2 separate regions of the Mus musculus genome follow, and region 1 is linked to region 2. A link is a contact called in public HiChIP or PLAC-seq data. All regions are on one chromosome and are shown on one strand. The core of a region is the stretch at or near the end of the contact, and the rest is flanking DNA. Distances in the headings are between cores, read along the strand shown.

Region 1 (3,232 bases), core at 301-2,800, 100 kb before region 2:
ACTGCACCTGATTTCCCTCTCAGGACCATATCTACTCTGGACTCTCCCAAATGTGTCTGCGTCTGGCTAAGCTCTCCCTTTTATCTGCATCAGCTTTCTCTTGCACCACGCCTGGAACAGGTCATGTTCCCTTTTATTTCTTCTTGTTGTTGTTGTTCTTTTTCTTTTCATTCAGTTTGCTCTGCAGACAAGGTGAAGTCAACAAAAGGAATCAAGTTTATCCAGGGGACATACATTTATCACTGTTGAGGATTTATTACTACGCTGCTGTCAGGGGCGGCCCCCGTGGCTGTCAGCTAACGGAAGGAGATTGATGGTTTCAGTAAAAAAATCTTCAAGCAGGTGTCAGTCTGCCACGGAAGGAGAAGAAACTCATGGGCGTTAAGTGGGAAGACCTGCAGAACTGGGTATTGATGGTGGGTCTCACCCACAAAAGCTGGAGTCTTTCAGAGGTTGTGGCCAGTACCTTAAGCCCATCAGTGGGCAAAGGGAACATGGTTGGGTTAATCTGGTGCCAGAAGCCTGTGTTCTTTTCAGCATTTCTTACCAGAAATTCAAACAAGTGAGCTAGGATACCACACCTACTGCCCTGGAAAGCACTTTACTTACCAACCTTGAAGAGTTCAGTTAAAGCGGAATCTTTTTAAATCCTGACCGAGACTTGATGGTCCAATAAAAGGTGACAATCAAATGTAAATTAAACAAACAAATGTGGAAAAAACCAAAACCTACCTGCCATTGGAAATAAGAAAAGTCAAAAACTAGTAAACTGGCTGTGGTGACTCCCACCTTTAATTCCAGTGCCCCGGAGGCAGAGACAGGTGGATCTCTGTGAGTTTCAGATTACATAATGAAGCTCCAAACCAGCGGGCTACCTAGTTCGACCTGTCTCAAAAATATTAAATAAATAACCTTAATTTTTGTCATTTTCATTTTTGGGTTAAGAGGAGCTGAAGCACAAGAGCTTGTCTCCAGAGCTGGGGCAGCTGCGTTTCCCAGGGAGCTGACAGCAAAGTGTCTGTCCCAGTGTGAAGGGAGGGATCAACATGACCTGGAATGTTCTCTAAGGAACCAGGCGTGGTGGCTTAAACCTTTAATCCCACTATTCGAGAGGCAAGAGGGTCTCTGTGAGTTCGAGGACAGACTGGTCTACAGAGTGAGTTTCAGGACAGTCAGGGCTACATAGTGAGACCTTGTCTCAAAAAACAAAACAAAACAAAAACAAGAACAAAAAGCAAAAACAGACAAAACAACCCTTTAAATTGGTGGTACAAGACTCACTAGCACAAGGATCCGAACAAAGGCTCCATCCAAGTACTATAAAAGTGGGGAGGGGCGTCCTCTGTGCTTTAGTTTCACTGACATTAGGAGTGAAATCACAGACTTCCGCTGAATGGTGCCTGGCCTTTCTGCTTCCACTTATCTGCAAGCTGGAATGTGCTCTGGGCCATCAGCCGTCACCCACGCCCAACACCTCCCTCCGCACTCTCCCCAGGCTGGCCTTAGATAACAATCCTTTCCACTCTGGCTTCGGTCCTGCCATGTTTGGCCTGCTTCAGAGTAAACACTGGAGTCCCTTCATTACATTCCGTTCACCTTAACACATTCCACACCTTGCCCTTGGCTGTTTGTGCTCGCGACTCCATCCCTTGTGCCAGCTCTGTCCCGGGCTTGCTGTTGCCCTTGCTTGCGGCTATCCTGGTGGCTCTGGGTGTCCTTTCTTGCTATCTGTCCCAAGTCTACAACAGTCCCTTCCTTGTCTGTGAAAAGCCTGAACCTTATCCAAATGCAGTGGCTCTGGGCTTCCCTCTCATCTTGGAGTGAGGCCCTAGGAGGTAGACACAGCCCTGATAGACTGGCAGATAGGGAGATCCGCCAGAAATAGATAAGGAAGATGAGATGGCAAACTTCCGGCTTCCTCTGACCTAAGATGGAGACCTAAAGGACTGACTGATTTCCCCACCCCCACCCCACCCCACCTCCACCCTGGGGTAGTGGACCCTGACAGTTGGCGGGTCTGAGAAATTCAAGACCAGACTGGGGACATGTTTGCCCCTCCCACCCCAAACCGTGGGCCTGTCAGCCTCCCTGTCTTTGTTCAAACTAAGCAGCCCTAATTTAGAGGATGAAGACCCCCTCAAAGACCAGCCCTCAGCCCTCAAGAAAAGAAGTCATTTTAGGTTTCTGAGTGTCCCATCCCTGTCTGCCAAGGGTCTTGCTCTGTGTGTGTGTGTGTGTGTGTGTGTGTGTGTGTGTGCTCACTTCTAACAAAAGCTGGTTGTCACCCTTTGATAACTTATCTCTGCCCATGAAATGAGCCAATTCAAGCCTAATTAAACTTTAAAGGCGGGTTTATGAAGAGGGGAGCTGGGGGTGGGGGGTCAGGAACCTCACAGGAGGGGGTCAGTGAAGTCGCCTTGCAGACTGGGAGAAAGAAAAACAGGAGGCAGAGGAGAGGGAGAGAGAAGAAAGAGGTGGGGGACCAAAATGTCTGGACTATATAGTGTTGAGCTGGTGGGTGAGAGGAAGCCCACCCCTGGATTGGAAAATTCAGGGTAGAGGGCGGGGTATGGCCAGCCACGCCCTGTACCAGGTAGGGACTGAAGGATGCTAGGAGAACCTGGAGCCCAGCTCGCCTGCTGATTTTGTGTGCTCAGAGAGGTTCCCTGCGCCACCCGTAGCTGGAGACTGTACCTGCCCATTTAATTCTTTAAGTGGAAGAGGAAATAAACCTGACCAAGACGACCCTAAATTGTAAGAATTGCAGACGCGCAAAAACAGGCTCAAGTCTTGGCTGGGAGAGAACACAACAAACAGCAGGCCTTGCACTTCCTGAGGAGAGGGGCAGGCGGAGGCTTCCTCTACGGACTCCAAAATGGAGGTGCTCGGGGGTAGGGTAGGAGGTGGGCTGCCCTGGGCCTGGATGCTTCTCTTCACGGATTGAGAAAGGGGAAAGGCGGAATCCAGAAAAGCATATGGAGCTGGAGTTAGAGTGACGCACTACAAAAGCCAGTGGGGGCTGGGAACTGAACTCCGTCCTCTGCAAGAGCAGCGCGTGCGTGCTCTTAGCCACTAAGCTATCGATCTCTCCATCCCCACGGCAGCTTTTTTCTTTCTTTCTTTCTTTTTTACTTTTTTCCCCCTTTCTCACTAACTAATTTACCCGTTTTACATCCCGATCACAGCCCCTCTCCCTCCTCTCCTCCCAGTCCCACCCTTACAAGTTCCTTCC
Region 2 (3,247 bases), core at 530-3,029:
CAATAGTGGAGATCCTTCAATGCCATGTGAAGAGCATCATCGCTCCTAGTGGCTGGCCTCAGCTGTTAAATGTAAAGACGCCCCTTTATTTCATACAGGTGTACGTGAACCGCGTTTAGTGGTTTCTCCTAAAGGCCATCACTGTGCTTCCTCGTGGATGCTTGCTTAAGGGCGGCTAAAAGAGCATCTTAGAATTCAGTTACTTTTAAAGATGTATCTCCTGTTAGGATGCTGTGTAAACTGCTGAAGTGTAAAGATGAAGGCGACCTTTTTCCTTTCTGGCAGGGGCAATGGAAAGAGGTGCTGTGTGTCAATGGTAGAGTATGCGTTCAATCCGCTGTGGCAGGATAAGTCCTTTGTGTTATTTATTTATTTTTTAAGCATATTACAGTACTTTTAGATCTTGCACTTTAAAAGTCTCAATCAGTACGTACATGTGATAGCTGTGGCGGGCGGGGTGGATGGGAATTGAGCTTTGGTTTGTTCTCGGCTCCAGATGACTGTGTTTCGGTGGAGGAGAGCGAGCCCCTGACCCTTGGTTTTACTGCTTGGCACATGGTTTTCACCGAGGGAAGAGGGACAACTCAGCTTCCAATGGTCTGCTCCCAATTGCTCTTCTTTAGCTTGAAGTAATTCTACAGTTTAAATAAACTGACTACAGCCCAGAATGTAACCTTTCACCTCGGCCTGTGATAAGCTGCGTCTAAGTCTCCCATTAGATGGCACACTGTAGAAAAGCTGGCCTTGTAAGGTCTTGTTTATGTTGTGCTCTGGTTGCTAAGAGTGGTCACTGAAGAGCCCACGGTTCCTTAAGGACTTAAAGTCTTTCCTTGCATGGAATGGATGTCTTCTCTTTGTCGTGGTGGCCTCAAGGGTGGCTGTATTAGGCTGTAGGACACACCTGGAATCTCTGCAGTTGGGAGCCTGGGGCAGAGTTAGAAGCTAGCTTGGGCTGAATGGCAAGACTGTCTCAAGCCCAAAATGATTAGGGGGGAGACATTCCCACACATTTTGCTGCCTCACTAAAAGCATAAGATAGCAAAAGGAAAATCTTTTAACTTAGCTATTTCATTGGCCCTAGAAAACCTCCAGCTCTGGAAACATCCCTTTCTAGAGCTAACTTCTCCTTGAGTCTTATATGTGGACTCTTGAGTAAAAACCCTGGGCAAGTCTTTTCTCTAACAATGATGCCTTTTGCTTAGGACTAGACCCCTCCTTTAAGTACAAGCCTGATAGATACGGCATCCTGCAGTTGGTTGAGATAAAGCGGCTCCCCCTCCCCACTTGACAACACAGCAATATAATTTTACTGTTAAAACTTGGCTGACCCAAACATGAACTTTCAAAGAAAACAAGTCATTACTAAAAGGGATTCCATTTCGTTCCCGGGCCTAATTTAAGATGACTTAACAGAATGTTGAAAAAAAAAATTATCTTTCAATAGCCACTTAATTATGTGACAAATAGAGATTTTTGTATTTTGACTTAAAATATCCTGTTTTTTTGTGGGTTTATCTTTCTAGAGTATTTATACCAAATTAGGAATAATTTATGTTACTCACCTGAACATTGTCCTGTGGCTTTTAAGGGTAATAATTTATGAAAAACTAATTCCATAAGACTTACTAAGATTTGCCGATACAAATCTAAGAATAGCTCTTTGTTCTGTGTGCGCTGATTGTTTGGAACCAGTTCGAGAAGGGCCTGAAGCCCTTGGCTCTTAGCAGTGAAGCATGCTTTCCCTCCTTGGGACCTCTTCAAACACTTGGGAAATGTGGTCTTAGAGTCCTGGGGCAGTTCAGAAGAACAATGCTTAAAATGGTCCAGTCCAGTAAAGAAAACAAAGGGTTTTAGAGTCACAGAGCCTAGATTTAAAGCCACACTCCAAGGGATTGGCTCTGGGCACTGAGCCTCATTTACCTTAGCTGTTAAATGGGGACAGTTACGATGTCAGGATCATCAGGGATGAATGTGTATCTGTCTGTCTGTCTGTCTGTCTGTCTGTCTAGACATATACACATATTATGTACAGGATCTGATCAGTTCTCTAGGATGTGGTAGAAACTGATGAAATGGTAACTTCAGACATAGCGACTACACTCCATGGCTTGAGATCCAGGTTCTGTCTTTATTGAAGTTATCTCTTATAATGATTGAATAAATCATGAATTGCAGGCCAAAACTAGGGCTATGGTGTTTATGCGGTTTTTAAGCCTACGTTTTGTCTGTATTTTAAAATGAAGAAGTTAGTAGCAGTGGAGAGTGACAACACTCTTCATACTCTGAAGTGCTGTGATGTTAATTAAGCCCAGTAATAGTAGAACATAAGATAAACATATCAAGGGCTGTGTGTGAGGGCAAAGGAAGTTAGTGATCTTTTGTTCTCCCTAGGAACAAAAAAATCAGTCAGTTGTTGTATCTGCTCTATTTCTAAAAGTCCTAATTAGCTCATATTTGTTGTTTAATTCTCCTTTTTTTTTCTTGGTGTTTTTCCTTTTGTTGGTGAGTTTGTAGAAGTCTATATACCTATTAGCTAAAACTAAAGGTTTTCTTGGTTTAGGGGAAGGACAACATCACTGGCCTCAAGCAATTTATAATCTCTACTAGGATAAACGGAAAGAAAATAAAAGGGTCTTGAAATACTTCCAAAGAAGACATGTCCCGTCCATCTGGCCTTGGGAGTCGATAAGCTAGTGTTAGTCCCCTCTAGGTGACACCTTATATATGTGAATCTTGTAGGAGTTGTGCTTTCTTTTCGGACACGTGGTTTCAGGGATCAGACTCAGGCTGTCCATCAGACTTGGCGGCAAGCACCTTTACCTGGCAATAGTCACGTCACTGGTCCCCCAACAATTTCTGTGTCGTAGTTTTCAGATCCTTTATTAACCTGATTACTCTTCTTCATTGGGGTTCCAGTTTCCCTAAGATGGACCCCCACACCCCAACACATCCAGTTCTTTTAAATAGGGCAAGTTGGTACCCACTGTGGTTCTTTAACACGAAAGTCCACATTAGTGCTCTCAGCCATGTCCTGTTTCAGTGCTTGTTTGAGGCTGGGGGTTTGTGGGGGGCATAGCTTACTGATGCTGTGGCAGGCTTCCACATAGTTTGCTTGTGTTTTCTTTTATAATTCACTATGTTGAATTCATAGAACTGGCTTTGTTTTTTTTTTCCCAACAGAGGCCCATGCATATGGGTGCGTCATAAAATTAACAGAATGAATAATGAGCCTGTAAATGTTTGTACT

Evidence for each region. HiChIP or PLAC-seq counts read pairs in DNA pulled down with a chosen protein or histone mark.
Region 1: an HNF4G HiChIP or PLAC-seq map of pancreatic cancer cells shows a contact between it and region 2. The contact joins two enhancer-like sites. A contact is called at or near these places in 2 of 115 datasets of contacts at active chromatin or transcription factors (extraembryonic endoderm stem cells and pancreatic cancer cells) and 3 of 9 other capture datasets (adipose tissue, liver and pancreatic islet).

What each region holds. Positions count from the first base shown.
Region 1 is chr8:33,991,444-33,994,675 of GRCm38.p6, reverse strand. No RefSeq gene overlaps it. Among named protein-coding and RNA genes, the nearest start is that of Gm39157, 5.6 kb to the right of the region's middle. Within about 2 kb of position 1,550, at least 98 of the 459 cell types and tissues checked have an H3K27ac peak or open chromatin away from gene starts, as enhancers often do. A contact at or near this core is called in liver and pancreatic cancer cells, where this site is marked.
Region 2 is chr8:33,886,678-33,889,924 of GRCm38.p6, reverse strand. The region is part of intron 1 of Rbpms (RNA binding protein gene with multiple splicing); the gene reads left to right. Among named protein-coding and RNA genes, the nearest start is that of Gm51528, 35 kb to the left of the region's middle. Within about 2 kb of position 1,779, at least 22 of the 459 cell types and tissues checked have an H3K27ac peak or open chromatin away from gene starts, as enhancers often do. A contact at or near this core is called in liver and pancreatic cancer cells, where this site is marked.